2 separate regions of the Mus musculus genome follow, and region 1 is linked to region 2. The links are chromatin contacts, called in public Micro-C maps. All regions are on one chromosome and are shown on one strand. The core of a region is the stretch at or near the end of the contact, and the rest is flanking DNA. Distances in the headings are between cores, read along the strand shown. Region 1 overlaps Cog5 (component of oligomeric golgi complex 5). Region 2 overlaps Gm40362 (a long non-coding RNA gene).

Region 1 (3,422 bases), core at 98-2,597, 190 kb after region 2:
AATTTGCTTAATTGAAATTAGTTAGATTTTGCTTTGTTTATAAATTTAGGTTTTGTTTGAGAAACTATTCTAATTTTTATGTATTTTACTTTAAAAAATGTATATGGATGTTTTGCCTTCATGTCTGTCTGTGTACCTTGTGTGTACAATGCTCATGGAGGCCTGAAGAGGGTATTGGATCCCCTGGAAGTGAGGCTGCAGATGGTTATTAACCCTCCATTTGTGTCCTTTGGAAGAACAGCCAGTACTTTTAACCACCGAGCCATCTCTCCAGCCCCCCAAAAGTCTATTTTAAAAGAAGTGTGAAAATGTGCAAATCTTGAAGATTGGGATGAAGGTCCACTCAGTGAAGTGTTTGTCACACAAGCATGAGTATTTAGATCCCCAGCACCAGTGTAACAAGCGGGGCAAGGCAGCATGAGCCTGTAGTTGCAGTGCTAGGCCACCAGAGGTAGGAGGGTCTCTCCATCTTGCTGGTCAGCTAGTCTAGCCAATTAGCAAGTTTCAGGTTCATTAAGAGATCTTATCACAAACTAAGGTGGAGGAAGAATGCTTGAGGAAGATACTTAGCACTGACTTTGGTTTCTATATGCTCATGCATACATACCTGCCAGCATGTGCAACCACACACACCTATACCCAGATGGGGAACGGCTATTGTTTCTTATATTAAATCATTAAGGCAGCGGACGGTTCTAAAGCAGTAGTTCTCAAACTGTGAGTCATGACCCCTTTGGAGAATGTCCTACATAGAGTTTCTGTTGTTGCAAGGGAAACACCATGACCAAAAAGCAAGTTGGGGAGGAAAGGGTTTATTCAGCTTATACTTCCACATTGCTGTTCATCACTGAAAGAAGTCAGACAGGAGCTCAAACAGGGTAGGCACCTGAAGGCAGGAGCTGATACAGAGGCCATGGAGGGTTGCTGCTTTACTGACTTGCTTCGCAGGGCTTGCTTAGCCTGCTTTCTTATAGAATTCAGAATCAGCAGCCCAGGGGTGGCACCACCCACAATGGGCTGGACCCTCTCCCATAAATCACTAATTGAGAAGATACCTCACAGCTGGATCTCATAGAAGCATTTCCTCAACTGAGGCTCGCTCTTCTCTGATGACTCTAGATTGTGTCAAGTTGACACAAAACCAGTCAGTACGTGGGTCACATATCGGTGAATATCCTGCATATCAGATATTTACTACTATGATTCATAATAGTAGCAAAATTACAGTTATGAAGTAGCAACGAAAATAACTTTATGGTTGTGAGTCAGCACAACATGAGGAACTGTATTAAAGGGTCACCATTTAGGAAAGGCGAGAAGCCCTGCTTTAAAGCTTTGTTTGGGAAGAGCCTTGAATAACAGATCCCTGTATGGTGACTCAGATTCTCCAGCTTGATCATTGCTGAAGAGTATTCCCAGGGTGATCTGTTCACAACATAAAACAAGAAAAATCTCAATCTTTTCCATATATACGAAAATGTGATAATTATGGGGCAGAGAAATGTTACTTTGTGGCATATTGTTTACTGACAAAGTTTGGGAATCATTAAAAAATGGCTACTAATTAATTGATATAGAAAATTACTGCTTGGGCTGGTGAGATGGCTCAGTGGGTAAGAGCACCCGACTGCTCTTCCGAAGGTCCGAAGTTCAAATCCCAGCAACCACATGGTGGCTCACAGCCACCCGTAATGAGATCTGATGCCCTCTTCTGGTGCGTCTGAAGACAGCTGCAGTGTACTTACATATAATAAAGAAATCAATCAATCAATAAATCTTTAAAAAAAAAAAAGAAAATTACTGCTTAAGACTAAGTAATGAAATTGATATTTTAAGGTGAGTCAAACTGTAGTAATGAAAAATAAAAGCTAAAAGGAAATGTTAGGAAGATTTCCACTGAGAGCAAATGACTGAATAAATCTTGTTGAATATGTACTTGTAGGCTCATTATTTTAACATAATAGTCAGAACAACACAGTGTACATAAATTCTTCATTCATCAAAGTTATACATTGCCAACCCTTTATAGACTCAAGAATATAAAAATATATTAGAAATGATAACAAATACTTCTGCTGTTAAATTTAGATTGAGGCTTTCAAACTATTTAGATCATGGTTTAAATTACATTTTAATCTGTCTTGGTGACTGTTTTTTTTTTTTTTTTTTTTTCTTCGAGACAGGGTTTCTCTGTATAGCCCTGGCTGTCCTGGAACTCACTTTGTAGACCAGGCTGGCCTTGAACTCAGAAATCCGCCTGCCTCTGCCTCCCGAGTACTGGGATTAAAGGTGTGCACCACCACGCCCGGCTCGACCTATTGTTTTCTTAAGGTACATTTTAGACAACAAATTGCTTGGTCAGAGGTCATGCTTAGGGCTTGTTTAATATTAAAAAATGAACTAGGTTATCAATAATAATTTGAAAGAGCATACCTATAACTTATCAAAGTTAGTACATTGGCATTTACAATTGTTTTCAGGGCTGGTGGGTGGCTCAGTGGGTAACAGCTCTTGTTGCCCAGCCTGGCAACCTGAGCTTGATTTCCCCAACACAGATAGAGATTGGTGTCTGAAAGTTGTGGTCTGCTTTCCACTAAACATGTATGTGCATGTGCATCCTTCCCCCCTTTTGCTCTCACTCCTCTTTATTCAAAGAAAATAGATCCTAAAAGTTATGTCTTAAATGATGCGAAGTTGACATATATATGTTATTGCCGCAGACTGGACTTAGTCGGCCCCTCAACCCGTGGGAGAATTCAGGGTCCCAGTTCTCAGGTGCGCAAGGAGTTGATGGGGTACAAACATACAGGAACACCAGAGAGAGTGCTGTATCTGAGTGTAATTTCTCAAAGTGAGCTTCAGATTTATATTACAGAAGAAAACAAAGACCTTAGGTGACACATCAGCCAAGGTACATTGAAGTTATCACACAAAACAGAGAAATGCTTACATAAAGACTAGCAGGAACTAGGCAGTGGTTACAACTGAGATAAAAGGTTGTCCTTTCTAAAGGCAACCATTATAGGAGCCGGGTGAGGATTTCATACCCTAGTCACAATTTATGCGATTCCTCTGAGCCTTGTGAAAGCTTGCACCAGGGGGTTCTGCTCTTGCCAACCTTTTCATGAATAATGCTATACTCTAGTTCCTCCTTAAACCACAACCCTCCTTCTTCCTAGGCCATTGTAAATTCCTGCATATGGGAGTGACTCCGCTGTAATTCTAGGTTTACTTTGTAGAACTAGCCCTGAGATTTCTAGCTCTTGTCCAGTAAACTGCAGTGCCTGATTTCTTTCACTGTCTATCAACACTAAAGGCATTTTGTCTGAATGAGTAGCATTACCTATAATATAACACAGACTATCACAAGGACAAATCTGGAGCATTCGTGCTACAGGATGCCAAGGCTCCAGGAGAAAAGT
Region 2 (3,136 bases), core at 580-3,079:
CTCTCTCCTCTCTGTTTTTTGTTTGTTTGTTTTTGTTTTTGTTTTCCCGAGACAGGGTTTCTCTGTGTAGCCCTGGCTGTCTGTCCTGGAACTCACCCTGTAGACCAGGCTGGCCTCGAACTCAGAAATCCGCCTGCCTCTGCCTCCCAAATGCTGGGATTAAAGGCGTGCACCACCACTGCCCGGCAAATGCCGCCTTCTTCTTCTTCTTCTTCTTCTTCTTCTTCTTCTTCTTCTTCTTCTTCTTCTTCTTCTTCTTCTTCTTCTTCTTTTCTTCTTCTTCTTCATTTTTTAAGATTTATTTATTTGCTTTATGTATGTGAGTACACTGTAGCTGTCTAAGGACACACCAGAAGAGGGCATCGGATCCATTACAGATAGTTGTGAGCCACCACGTGGTTGCTGGGAATTGAACTCAGGACCTCTGGAAGAGCAGCCAGTGCTCTTAACCGCTGAGCCATCACTCCAGCCTGCATTCTTTTCTTAAGCAGTAATGGTGCATGAGTTGTTAGAGATGCATACTGATGAAGTCAGGATAGAATATAATGACACAGCAGCCACCTACAGCATCAGCAAGGTATAGGTAAGGCAGTCATAGCTGTGTGTTTATGGTGGCTGTACTGATGTGTAATCTTCATGTTAAAGACTGAACTTTTATGGCTTTCCCAAATCTGAATGTTGATATCTTCACACCCAGCTTTAAAAAGTTATTTATTATTACATGTGTGCATGAACCTCAGGTCATGTATGGAAGCTAGAGAACAATTTGTAGAGTAAGTCGGTTCTCTTTCCACTCTAATGTGGCTTCTAGGGATCAAACTCAGGTCTCCAGGGCTGAAAGGCAAGTAAGAACCTTTACCCACTAAGCCATCTTGCCATCCCCAACGTCCAGTTTTATGGTATTATAAGACTTCCAGTGGGTGATTAGCATTAGATTCAGGCACGTAGGTGGAGATAAACAAACTGCTTCCTTGGAAACCTGTTGGTGTTTGAGTCTCATCTCCAGGGCACTAAAGCACACCACCATCTGCTTGCCTCCCTTATACAGATACATAATGCTGGCTTCTTTAATTGCACAGGTGACTTGCTGCTGTAGAGCTGTGGGTACAGTGGTGAGAGTTTGGCTCTGCAGTGTCTCTCTGACTGATCTTGGAAACTTCCCAAACGTCTCCTTGTCTTAAGTCTCTTTGTCTTTCAAGTAGAGATGATCGTCTCGGTCTGCAGGGGACTTTAGGAAGTGAAATTGACCAGTGACTTTAACTAGCCATAGTCCCCATCATTTCCTTTCTCAGGTAAATAAAAAATTTCTAGACTCAAACCTGTTTAAGGAGATAATGTCCACTAGGTGGCACCAGCCCATGGGTAAATAAAATATCCCAAGATTCTGTAGTCAAAAAATTGGAAATTATAAGGAAACAAAACTGCAGTAGTACTAATTAATGTTCGTATCTACATATAAGTTTTCTGTACTCTCCCCCCAAACTAAGACGGTAAAGCATAAGACAGTAAAGTTTTGTTCTGATTTGTGACTCAAGGCCCCTGTGTGGATACAGTTATCCTTGGGCTTGTGTTTTGCAGAAACCTTCTTGGTTTTTGTTTTTTGGGTTTTGTTTGATGTTTATTTTGCTGATAAGGTATGATTTGGAAAAGTCCCCTCTTGAAAACCAGTGGTTTTTGTATAGCCGTTGTCTTTCCTGATTACTCCTTTACTCGGGATTTACTGACTGTTTGCTGTGTGTCTGACACTGTTGCAGGCCCTGTGATAGAACTCTGGCTAGGTACGATACTGCTCCAGATGCACGGACAGGTTGTGATGACAGAGTTAGCAGGCGGGCACCCAGGACAGTGACTGGGGAGACTTCATGAGTCAGACCCTCTGACTGTGCTGCTGCGGTCACAGTCAGAACCTTGCCAGCTTACTCAAATGCTGTTTTCTCATGCTCTCCACAATCCTCCTTCCAACACAGCATCTCAGAATTGCTGAAATGGTGACCCTCTCCCCCTTGGGAGAAAACAACTGCTTCTTGTGTTCCCAGCTTTCACCCTCTACCCACTATTAAGCTTTGCAGCCTCTAGAAACTTGCTTTCATTTATTTTTGGTTTGCCTTTGAGGAAGGATCTCTTTGTGTAGCCCCTAAGCTGACCTCAAACTCATGTTTCTCCTGCCCTCACCTGCCTTTTTTTGGGATTATAGTATCACATCTATTTTGTAACTTGCTTCCTAGTGGGGTAAAACTGACACTGTTCACACAACAATTTCGGACAGGTTCTATGCTCTGAAGTGCTTAGAGCAGGTCATGTAGGGTAAAGCACAGACCATGCTTAGAGTAGAGCACTGTGGCATAGAGCAGCCATGGCACAGGATGGCGAATGCATATGTATGCTCTGGGCAGAGAATGTCTTGTTGGGAAGATGCGACCTGGGAAATAAGAAATCCATAGTCTTTGCTTAAAAACTTCAAGAAGTTAGGTTAGAGGAAGAGCTAAGTGCAAAGGTGTTGAAGGACGTGGCTGCTGAAAGGACAGAGCGATGCTAGTGTGCCTAGAATCTTATGATTTCCTGAGGGCTGGCTGGGGAAATGACTTCCGGGAGGAGAGGTGCCCATGCACTAACAGATTTGGCTCAGAACAGAATGATGAACTTAACACAGGAAAGGAGTGGAACTTCTTGCACAAATAGAGGGGCTTCCTTGATGGGAGCTGAAACACCTACCTTACAGTTCCTTTCCTTAGTTTAAAGAATTTTTCTCTCCATTTTCTCATTCCATCTGATTATTTCTTCTCTTCTACTTTCCGCACCACCCTTTAGTTAAGCTTGTCTGCAGGGCTCGTGCAGAGTACTCTTATAGTTGTCTATGAAATATTTTCCTGTAGCAGTCTTATTCAGCCTAGAGCCCTAGACTGCACACTCTCCTCTCCATCTCCCAAATTCACATCTCCCCTGGCTTTTTAATTTAGCTGTTGTAATGGTTTCAATAGGTGTGGCCCCCATAGCCTCATGTGTTTGAATACTTGCTCCATAGGGAGTGGCACTATTTCGGGGATATGGCCTTGTTGAAGGAAGTATATCACTGTAGGGGCAGGCTTTGAGATCTCCTGTGCTCAAGCTATGCCCAATGTGGCTCACTGTCTCTTCC

What was found. A called contact is a pair of places that touch in the nucleus more often than the background predicts.
Region 1: a Micro-C map of the HL-1 cell line shows a contact between it and region 2, with 3 times the contacts expected there. The contact joins two enhancer-like sites. A contact is called at or near these places in 4 of 39 promoter capture datasets (cranial neural crest, hematopoietic stem and progenitor cells, pre-B cells and 1 more), 2 of 15 datasets of contacts at CTCF or cohesin (the NIH/3T3 cell line and pro-B cells), 14 of 484 Hi-C or Micro-C datasets (the HL-1 cell line, cortical neurons, embryonic fibroblasts and 5 more), 13 of 115 datasets of contacts at active chromatin or transcription factors (the NIH/3T3 cell line, the SCID.adh cell line, bone marrow-derived macrophages and 8 more) and 3 of 9 other capture datasets (adipose tissue, embryonic stem cells and liver).

The regions. Positions count from the first base shown.
Region 1 is chr12:31,694,339-31,697,760 of GRCm38.p6, forward strand. All of the region lies in intron 6 of Cog5 (component of oligomeric golgi complex 5), which reads left to right. Among named protein-coding and RNA genes, the nearest start is that of Gpr22, 18 kb to the right of the region's middle. Within about 2 kb of position 1,348, at least 4 of the 459 cell types and tissues checked have an H3K27ac peak or open chromatin away from gene starts, as enhancers often do. A contact at or near this core is called in the HL-1 cell line, where this site is marked.
Region 2 is chr12:31,506,827-31,509,962 of GRCm38.p6, forward strand. All of the region lies in intron 1 of Gm40362 (a long non-coding RNA gene), which reads left to right. Among named protein-coding and RNA genes, the nearest start is that of Gm40362, 8.8 kb to the left of the region's middle. Within about 2 kb of position 1,830, at least 13 of the 459 cell types and tissues checked have an H3K27ac peak or open chromatin away from gene starts, as enhancers often do. A contact at or near this core is called in the HL-1 cell line, where this site is marked.